2 separate regions of the Mus musculus genome follow, and region 1 is linked to region 2. The links are chromatin contacts, called in public Hi-C maps. All regions are on one chromosome and are shown on one strand. Each heading gives the region's core, a stretch centred on a gene start, on an enhancer-like site or on the middle of the called end of the contact. The rest is flanking DNA. Distances are from core to core; before and after follow the strand shown. Region 1 has its middle 33 kb from the start of Gm36737. Region 2 has its middle 17 kb from the start of 6330420H09Rik.

The links. Hi-C and Micro-C count contacts between places; a contact is called where the count stands out from the background.
Region 1: a contact with region 2 is called in a Hi-C map of embryonic limb bud, with 1.8 times the contacts expected there. The contact joins two enhancer-like sites. A contact is called at or near these places in 3 of 484 Hi-C or Micro-C datasets (bone marrow-derived macrophages, embryonic limb bud and muscle stem cells).

Annotation. Positions count from the first base shown.
Region 1 is chr7:136,212,165-136,217,014 of GRCm38.p6, reverse strand. No RefSeq gene overlaps it. Among named protein-coding and RNA genes, the nearest start is that of Gm36737, 33 kb to the right of the region's middle. Within about 2 kb of position 3,549, at least 27 of the 459 cell types and tissues checked have an H3K27ac peak or open chromatin away from gene starts, as enhancers often do. A contact at or near this core is called in embryonic limb bud and muscle stem cells, where this site is marked.
Region 2 is chr7:135,834,561-135,839,238 of GRCm38.p6, reverse strand. No RefSeq gene overlaps it. Among named protein-coding and RNA genes, the nearest start is that of 6330420H09Rik, 17 kb to the left of the region's middle. Within about 2 kb of position 1,983, at least 23 of the 459 cell types and tissues checked have an H3K27ac peak or open chromatin away from gene starts, as enhancers often do. A contact at or near this core is called in embryonic limb bud and muscle stem cells, where this site is marked.

The DNA.
Region 1 (4,850 bases), core at 2,300-4,799, 380 kb before region 2:
CTGTGCAGCATTACTGGGCCTGTCTGGAGGTTCCATAGCAGATAGGTGCTCAGTTCCCACAGTACACTTGGCTATCTGCCACCCACCCTCAGCCTGGGATGCCACTGACCCAGCCAAGGGCATTATGGTCACATGGGCCTCTAGAAGGAGATACTACAAGGCTCTTCCTAGCCATAAATTTCACAGAATGATATAGTTCCTAAACTAGCCTTGGCTCAGCCACTGCCTACCAAATAAGGTCACTATGCCTAGGTCACTTACCCCATCCTGCAACACCCTTCCTTTCTGGTTTCCCCCGCGTCTGAGTCCCATGGAGTTTTGTATTGTTGAAGCTGAGCTACTGGCTGGTCTCTTAAACATACTCCCACCCCATGCTTTGGTCCTAACTGCCCAGATCATCACTCATCCTACAAAGCTTGGGCTGAAGCCATCCCTGAGCCTGAGTGCCTAGCACTAGCAGTAGGACCAATATTCACATTGCACCAATGGCTAGATGGAAACTATACATCAGCAGGTGTTCAGGATAGACTGTCCCCAAGTGGCCAGATGTTCAACATTATGGAGAGAAATGGGAGTAACCCCAGAAGAGAGTTCACAGTATCCAGGACCACTGGGTAGCTGGGAAGAAACAACTCCAGACTGAGGGAGCCCTGTGATGAGAAGCCTACAGAACCTAGAAGATGATCAGGTGGCCAGTTTAGTGAGTGGCCCTGAGAACTCCATCTGCCCATAAATGAATGCCAGTGGGGTTGCTGCTGCCTCCTGCCTGCTGACACTGATTGCGCCCAAGGCAAGGGATAGCCACTGAGTACGAGTGGCCAGCAGCCTAGGTCTATTGAGCCCTTGAAATGGGAGATACTGTATCTGGGTATGATCAGATTCAAACCCTGCAGAATCTTTTCCTAGCCCTGGCGACGGCGTGGTTACAGCTCTTGTTTTAGGACTAGGAAAACATAAGAAGCACTTCCCTAGGTCAAAAGGGTTTCCTCTTGGTTGGTTTGTTTGTTTGTTATTGGGTTTTGGTTTTGGTTTAGTATGACCTCACACATACTAGACAAGCCTCTACTACCGAGCTTTCCTGCTACTGCAAACATGAAACCAAGGGCCATGTTCTAAGCTCCAAATATTCCTTCTGGAGACATTTCTGAATTTCCTGTTTCTGAAAAGAAAGAAAAGTATCCAACAACCAGGGAATGAAGGTTCTCGTGAGCAAAGCATTCAGGTGCCAGCTGATCCAGGAGGTGGTGACCTCCTGGATGACCTCACACATACTAGACAAGCCTCTACTACCGAGCTCTGTGTCTCTCCTCAGGATTCGGCAGAACCTGATGACTGTCCCTATAAGCCTAAGTCCGGTTCTCCTGTGAAACAGAAAGACCACAACCCAGGCCCCACTGGCAGCAGCAGCACTCTCAGACATCCCCTTGGCAAGCCTTAGGCACTACTGTATTGGAGGCAGCAGGAACCTATGTGTGCAAGGTAGCATGCCTACTGTGGATGGGACATATGCTTCCGAGTATGAGGAAGGAGTGCCCGCTGTGGATATGAGGAATAGCCCTTTACTGTGTGCAAGGCACTGAGCCTGCTGGAAGGCATGCACATTCACTGGGAATGACTAATAAGCACTCACTGTGTGTGAGGCACAGTGCCTACTGTGTGCAGGGAAGCATGTCTCCTGTGAATGAAGCTCTAGGCCCAGGATCAGGGCATAAAATGCATGGTAAATGGCTGCAGTTGGCATTCAGAGATCTCTCATCACCTCCTGGATCAGCTGGCACCTGCTGCTTAGAACATGGCCCTTGGTTTCATGTTTGCAGTAGCAGGAAAGCCCGAGAACAGCATAGGGCAATGGGAAGTCTCTCTGCAGTCTTGCCACAGCATGGTGAGCAGAGCAAAGCAGAGAAAGGGCTTCTCAGCCTGCCCCTGCTAGACTTGAGTTCTCAATCCCTTGTCCTAAATTAACAGGTTTCAAAGAGATGGCCTCTATGCTGTTTCTTCCCTAATGACCATTCTTTCTTTCTTCTCCCTTTCCTCTTTGGGATATCCTGGACTGTAGGCAGCAAGGTCCCCCTCAAGGTCCTCCAGAGTGACTTCTATTGGTCTTGTATTCGGAGTATGGGAGGAGCCCTGTAGGTGAGGCCAAGTGGGCAGGAGGAAGGCTATGCAGAGCAATGACTCCAAAGGCATCTCTGTTGGCAATTTCCACCAAGTTCATGGTTCCAGTCAGAGGGAAGCAATAAGACCTTCGGCTTTGTTTTCAGTATGTGCCCAGGAGAATTAGGAAGCAAAGGCAGGGGTGGAGCCACAGCTGGAAGGGAAGGGCAAAAGTCATTCAGGCATTTGGGAAAGTGTCACTTTAAAATATGAGGGGACCCCCTCAGGCTTCCAGGCAGGGCCAGCCCCCTGCTGATGTGGAAAGGGGCTGCTGGAAAAGAAAACCCACAAGTAGCGGGAATAAGACTCCGCCAGCCCAAAGAGCCTCATTTGTTTTGTTTTAAGAAAGGGAAGAAAGAGAACTGCTACTCTAAGGCTCCCGCACCCCTGCACACACCAACACACAGGAAGATCATGCATTTGTTGGTGTATGTGAACACACACAGAATTCACCTTCATGCTTAGACATGACACTGGCCCTGTTGCCCTAGAAATATGGAACCAGCAAGTGTGTGATTCTGAGTCTCAGTCAAAAACTGGCTCCCGCTAGGGTCGAATGATCAAATTTCATAAGCTGACTTGGACCAAAGTCATGTGTGTGGCTCTTATAGCCCAAAATTGTTCTTTTTTTCCCCCTCTAATATCTACCAAACAGAACAATGAGGGCCTTTGAAATTCCCCAGAGACCTACTATTAAAACCACAATTTACAACTGCACCATACCATCTAATGTGTTAACCAGGTGTTCGGTGTTATTGTTTGAAACTCTACCTTGGTTTAAATCAAATGAAGAAAAGCCAAAAGTCCAATTAAAACCCACATTGCCTCTTTATCGAGGGGAGGTGAAAGACATTCATTACAGAGTTAATGGCAGAAGTCTCATAAAATGCTAGGCCATCCCTTTTTCTTCCAAGTTCTGAGTTCTTGCTTTAGAGTCTCACAGCTCGCTGGCATTTCCTGTTCTTAACGGGGAATTTGGGGAGGGGGGCACTAAAATAAACCTAAGAATTTCTGGCTTAATTGTTGTAGCATGTAGGACACTCTGGCAGAATTTGACAATTGAATGTTGTCACGGGGTATTAAGATCCTGCAGTGGGCCCATTTAGGCGATTATTTCATAGGCTGTCCCTTTAATACCTTCCAGGCTCTGCCTGCATCCTCCCTGCCAACATGTGTCCATTGTATTTAATACATCAATGACAACAAATTTATGTTGCTAAGCTCAGAGAGAGAGAGAGAGAGAGAGAGAGAGAGAGAGAGAGAGAGAGAGAGAGAGAGAGAGAGATGGGGGGGTGGAGAAGCAAATCCCACCAAAAGCCTCCCTGGATGGCCCTTGCAGACACTGACCAAGCAACGTGGAATTCTGCTGTCTTCACGAGGAGGTAATGACTTCCAGACTTAAAGTGCCTGTCTTTGTCTTTGGTCATTTTTCACATTCCAGCTTGATCCCAAACTGCCATGTTCCTTTGTGCCTGTGATTTTCTACTTAGATGTCATGGCCACCTCCCCTCCTGTCATTGCATCTTCTCTGAGCCTTGATTCTGACTTTTCCTGCTGTTCCCCACACATGCTCCTCGCTCATTGGCAGCCATGCCTGCATCGCCTGGAAGTGTCTCGCCCAGTTCCCGTCGACTCTTCTTTTTATAAAGGACTGAGAACAGACAACAGGATTTTTTTTTCCTGGCCTCCTGGCTGCTGTACTGAAATAAATAAGATAATCTGATAAATCAGATCCATTTTTCTCTTTTCATAGACTTTGTGAAGCTGGGGGGGGGGGGGAGTCAGTTACACCACATCTGTTCCCTTTTACGCCTTATTTAAGAAAATAACTCTTGCCAGATTTTTACCCACCCATAATAATTACACCATTTTTACAGATGTGGTTTTTAACAGCTTCATTCTGGCCCTGAAACTTTTATACAATTTGCAATGAATTTGCTTCTTGGCTTGCACTTTGTTATTAGCTGGCAATAAAGAGAGGGAGGTCAAGGCGTCTGTTGCCAGAACTGCACCTTTGATGGGTGTTTCCCTAAGCCAAACTCCGAGAGCAGAAGTGGCCACTGCCGTCCCCTCCACTCTGTCAGCCTGAGAAGATGCACTCCAGAGCTGTCACTTGAGCGCTGCTCTTGGCGGCTCTCTCCCCTCATTGCCTTACTTTATCTCTTTCACTCCCTTTCTGAGCCCTAGCCCAGAGTCGGACTGTTCAGAGTCTTTGGATGCTGCCCAAGAAACAGGGATTGCCTTTTCATGATACCCAGTCTGAAGTTGAAGGCCCAAGTGAATGCTTCCCAGCGCTCGTGGCCTGACATTGACTTTAAGAGGACAAGTAGGCCATATGAATAGTGTTGGTTTGTGCCCTCACACTATGTACCAAGTGAGTCACATACAAAACCAACTAAGGATTGAGTTCAAACAAACAAACAAACAAACAAACAAACAAAATGCACACTGCAGGGGGATTCTGAGAGCAGTTTGGGAATGCTTCACAATGCTGGGATGTTAGCTGGAGTCCATACCCAAGAAAGATAGCAGACAGAGTATCACGACACAAGACAAGGAGCTTGTCAAACCATTGAGTTGTTCCATGGTCTGGTAAAACTTGGATGGTGAATATGATTGTCCCGATGACAGAAAGGTCCATGGCAGAACAGAAATGCTCAGCCTTTAAGTATCACAGGCTGGCCATATTGGTGCTT
Region 2 (4,678 bases), core at 734-3,233:
CGTGTTACTGTCCAGGCCAATTACTACTGGATTATTAGCCATGCCCTTGGGTTCTCATGGGTTCACCCTCTGACAGAGCATTCTTCTATAGATGTATCTAGACCCTCAAGCAAGTCTTTGACTAAGTGACAATTGCTCAAGTCAGAAGCCATATGTAGGTGAACCTTACTTCAAGAACAACTGATGCAGGAGGGAGGACTCTGTGACTAAGCACTTGCTCGGCAAGTGTAAGGACCAACATTTGGGTGTCCAGACACACGTAAATGCTGGATGAGTGTGGTGTGCCTCCTGTAATTCTTGCCTCAAAAGGTAGGGACCGTAGATTCCCCAGACTAAGCTGGCTAAAACGAGCCATCTTAACGGGCTCTAGGTTTGAGAGACCCTGCTTCAGTGATTAAGGTAGAAGATCAATAGAGGATGGCTCCCAACACCAGCCTTACTTCCACATATATGTGCATATGTGTGCAGCTACACAGGTATGCCCCCACACACGAAAAACCTGCCCACACAGGTATGCAGCACACAAGAAATGGAAAAGGTAAAGCAAGGGCTGGAAAGTGAGTCGGGGTTCCCCACAGGCACAGAAGAAAGAGCAGCAATCCTGCCCTCCATCACATCTCCGACTCCTGCACTCATGGACAGAGCATATAAGGTGGCCCACGTGGGTTTGGAGTCCAGCAATGCATACCGATATTCTCTAAAACAGCTGCTGATGGGAGGAGACTGGAGATGGGATTCCATATCAGGGTGACAAGGTGACCAGGAGGTATGAGCTGGAAAACAACAAGGTTCACAGGGATACCCAGCAATTGCAAAGTCCCACCTAACAGCTTTCTGGTCTACTGTAAATGGAGGGGCCACTTTCATCCCATTGACCAATAAGGTCACAGAGGCCAAGTGACCATTAAGAGTCACCTGCATAGAAGTGGTACAACCAAATGAGAACCCAGCTCTATGGAGTTCTAAATCCACATTGTTCCCCGATAGAGAGCTGCTGGTGATGCTTTTCGGATATATATATACACACAATATATACACACATGGGTTAACATGCTCATATCTGTGTGTGCACAGAGAAACAAACAAAAAGGCTTCAACCCTGCTGTGACCTATGGGTTCTAGTGTTCTGTGAGAGTGCTCCCCTCCATGGGAGGCATAAGTCCATCCCTGCGGTCCTCTCACAGAGGCAGCATTGGGTCTGTTACTGTCTTCAGTTGGCCGGCATGAGCACCTGCCCAAGCCACTTCATCTTCACAGCACACGTTCACATCTACTCCCACCACACTTCCTGGCCTGGCTCCTACAGAACACTTTCAACCCTTTCTTTCCACTTCCCAAGTCCCAGAGCTGATCTCCAGGGCCAATCTGACTCCCTTGCCTGTGCAGTAAGCCAGCGCTTGCCCATCAATGATGGGCATCTGGCCCTGGCAGGTCCCTGTCCTCTGGGACTCACAGGCAGACAGGTAGCTAATCACAGTCAAGGGAAACATGGGATCCAGAAAAACAGCTTCTCTCCCACAGAAGAGCTCTTGTGTGCTCAGGGTGTCAGCCCGGTGGGAGAAGACCCAGGGGACTTTCTACATGCCCAGAGACCCCCACCTTGATAAGCCTTTGCCAGTGTGGCTCTGGGCCACAATTTGGTAAATAATGATAGAGCCATCCATCAGCCTGGTGGCATGTCCTGGACAACAGGGGCCTCTGCCAGCATGGTATTCTGTTTCTCAAAGCCCCCTTCCCGGTGCAGTTCCTTTATTCCAACTTGGGAAACAAAGCCTGGGAGTCCAGCCATAACAGACTTGCAAAGCCCACACGAGAAACTACCTGGGTTGGCAGGAGGGGTTCTGCTTGGTGGGCCTCTGTGCAGCTGCATAGCCTTAAGAAGAGTGAAGCAGACCCCTGGCCTGGTGGGTACTGGAAAGGGACCTCTCCAGTCTCCCTAGAAGGAGGCAGCTGGCCAGGGTAGTGTCATGTTTCCTGAGGAGCCTGACTCCTTTGAAAGCTTAAGGGTGCCATCTTGTGCTTGAGAGTTGTCAACGCACCCGGTTCCCAGTGGGATGCAGCAGGAGCTATCTGCCCGCTGCCTTTCTCCCCTTTTCTTCCTCTAACCCGGGGCTTCTTGACCTCTGTAGGATCCCCAGCTACCAGAAGGGTCTCAGTCCCGAGAACCTGTTGGGGGGGTGATGCTTATTTGAGCAGTCTGGCACCTGCCCTGCATCCTGAGTCACCTTCTCCGTGACACCTTGTTGGTGGTCCTGACCCTTTGATGCTGTGTTCTGTGCAGCCTGCAGGTAGGTGGGCAGGAGGGGACTGTGAGAGGCAGGGCCTAAAAATCCAAAAGGTACTTATTTATGAGAAAGGAAGAGAGAGATGTAAAAAAGGCGAAAGGGCAAAGGCGTGAGAGGAGAAGAAGGGGGCGAGGGAAGAGAGATGGGAAGGACTGTAGAAGACAAGAAGAGAGGGGGGAGCTACTGTACTTGCCTTTGGCTAATTGCAGCTGTAGCATCTAATTTCAGAAATTATTCTGTCTGTTCAGGAGCACGTGTGCATGTTCTATGGATTCAGAGGATGTGCACATTTGGGAAACTGACACAAATAAAGGAAAAAGCCACTGTCCCTAAGTGTACTGTCCCCATGGGTATCAGGTTCTTCATAGGGAGAGACTAGGGTGGGGGCAGTGTTTACAGAATTCAAAGTTAGGTCTTCCACCCACTGGATATCCTTCCCCCTGACTTCACTGCCAGACTCGCAGAAATGCCTGCTTTGAGTTTTAACTCATTTCCTCTTGATTTTTAGATTCAAACATCTTCAAATATGGCGGGGGTGGGGGTGGGGGCAGAAACAGAAGATATTTGCAGCAAAGAACAAAGTAAAGAAGACAGCAGAGGGTCCAAATGGTCCTCAGTACTTCATCAGGCTTAAATCTTCTTCTGTTTTCTCTTTCTGAAATAAAATCCAGGGGCAGCATTGAGAAACCAAATGCAGACATACACACAGAAAACACAGACAGACAGGGAGACAGCTGTACCATCTTCATAAACACAGAGCCAGCCCTTCCCAACTCGCACAGCCTGGCCTAAGTGACAGGGCATAGCTACTAGCCAAGGAGTTGTGTGGCAGTGTCACACCTCAAAGCCCATCACTGTGTAAGAGAAGTACACACTTACACACACACATATGAATAGAAGATCTAGAGAGGGCAAAGCTGCAAGTGTTTTGTTGGTATCTTTTGTGCTTTGAAGATAAACAGCCTCAGGGGAGTGAAGAGAAGGGACATGAAGATCACCCCAAGAAGGGAAGGAACCTGGGTCTTTAAGCCACCCTCTCTGTCTCTGACTCTCCAGGCTTGCACAGTGCAGCTATGAGGAAGGTGTGCCCTTTGCCATGCAACCCAGCATGCCACTAGGGTTACTGAGGGCAAGCTTTGGCCTGGCAGAAAAAGGTATGGAGCAGTGTCTTGCAGGGCTCTGTAGTTTAAACTCAACACAGATCGGGAGGCGTCTTGAGGTCTTACAAACTACACACACTAAGTCCCCATCTTCAGCAGCTTGGCTAAATGGGTGTTTTAATGCAAATTAGTTCAAATTGCTATCAAGAGTAATTATGGTAAAAGACAAGCAGCCTTTCCATCATCCTTCCCTCATTCAGCTCTTCTATGGTGTTTTTTAAATAACGTAGCCATAAAATTTCAATTGACCACTAAAAGAAGTGCTGCTGGCAATGGGGAGACAGAGGCAGGAAGAGGGGGCAAAGGTGCCATGAGCCATGGTCTATGGTGGGGGTCCACATGGTTCTCTCTCCTCACAGCTTGTCTTTGCTAGGCAGGGTTGCTCTGTGGGGATGAGGTGACTTCCCCAGGCGTTCAGACTGAGGTCAGGAAAGGGCACAAGGTCAGGGCAGCAGGGGAGATCAGGCCTCTGCTGCACTCGCCCCCTCCTTACCAGGCACGCCTCTCTTTCCCCACCTTCAGTTGCTGAAGCCAATTCATTATGATAATATTAGGTAAAACAGGCAAGCCTGTAAGATAGAAAAATTACATCTCATTTGTTCTAAATTTGCCCGAGTCTAACTCTTAAGGGAGGCCTTTACATATTTGCTAATGGGATCTGTTTCTTATTGCCCCAAAATGCATAAGATCCAAAAGGAATCAGATTCTCTTCCTGGTCTGAGTTATCATCGGAACACACACAACTAGAAACTTGATTTCACCGGTTCCTGCTTCGGGCATCCTTCGGTGTTCGGTTCCTGCTTCGGGCTCTAGGTGTCTGAAGGAGCTTTGATTTCCCAATTATGGCATCGTCTATAACATAAAACTGTTGTGTTCCCTTCATTAAAAGATTCAGTTGCAAATGCTGGGACAAAAATTACAAAGAGCCCCCTTTTTTAAAAAATGTGCACATTTATTGGGATTATTAAATCACAGCCGCTAATAGTGGTTGTCACCAACTTAATTTAAAAAGCTGATTATTACTCAAGCCCTCTGTATTTCAGGCCTGATCCTGAATCATTAGCAGTTGTGACTATTTCGTTAATTTGCAGATTAGGAACAAGTAAGTGCCTGTTTTGAAAAAAAATGTGGCCACTCGACCTTCAGCTACGGAGACTGAGTGAGTCAGGCCAGCTTCCAGAACAAAAGTATCCTGTCAAATAAATGCATTTTGATGCGGGTCAACTCGAGCAA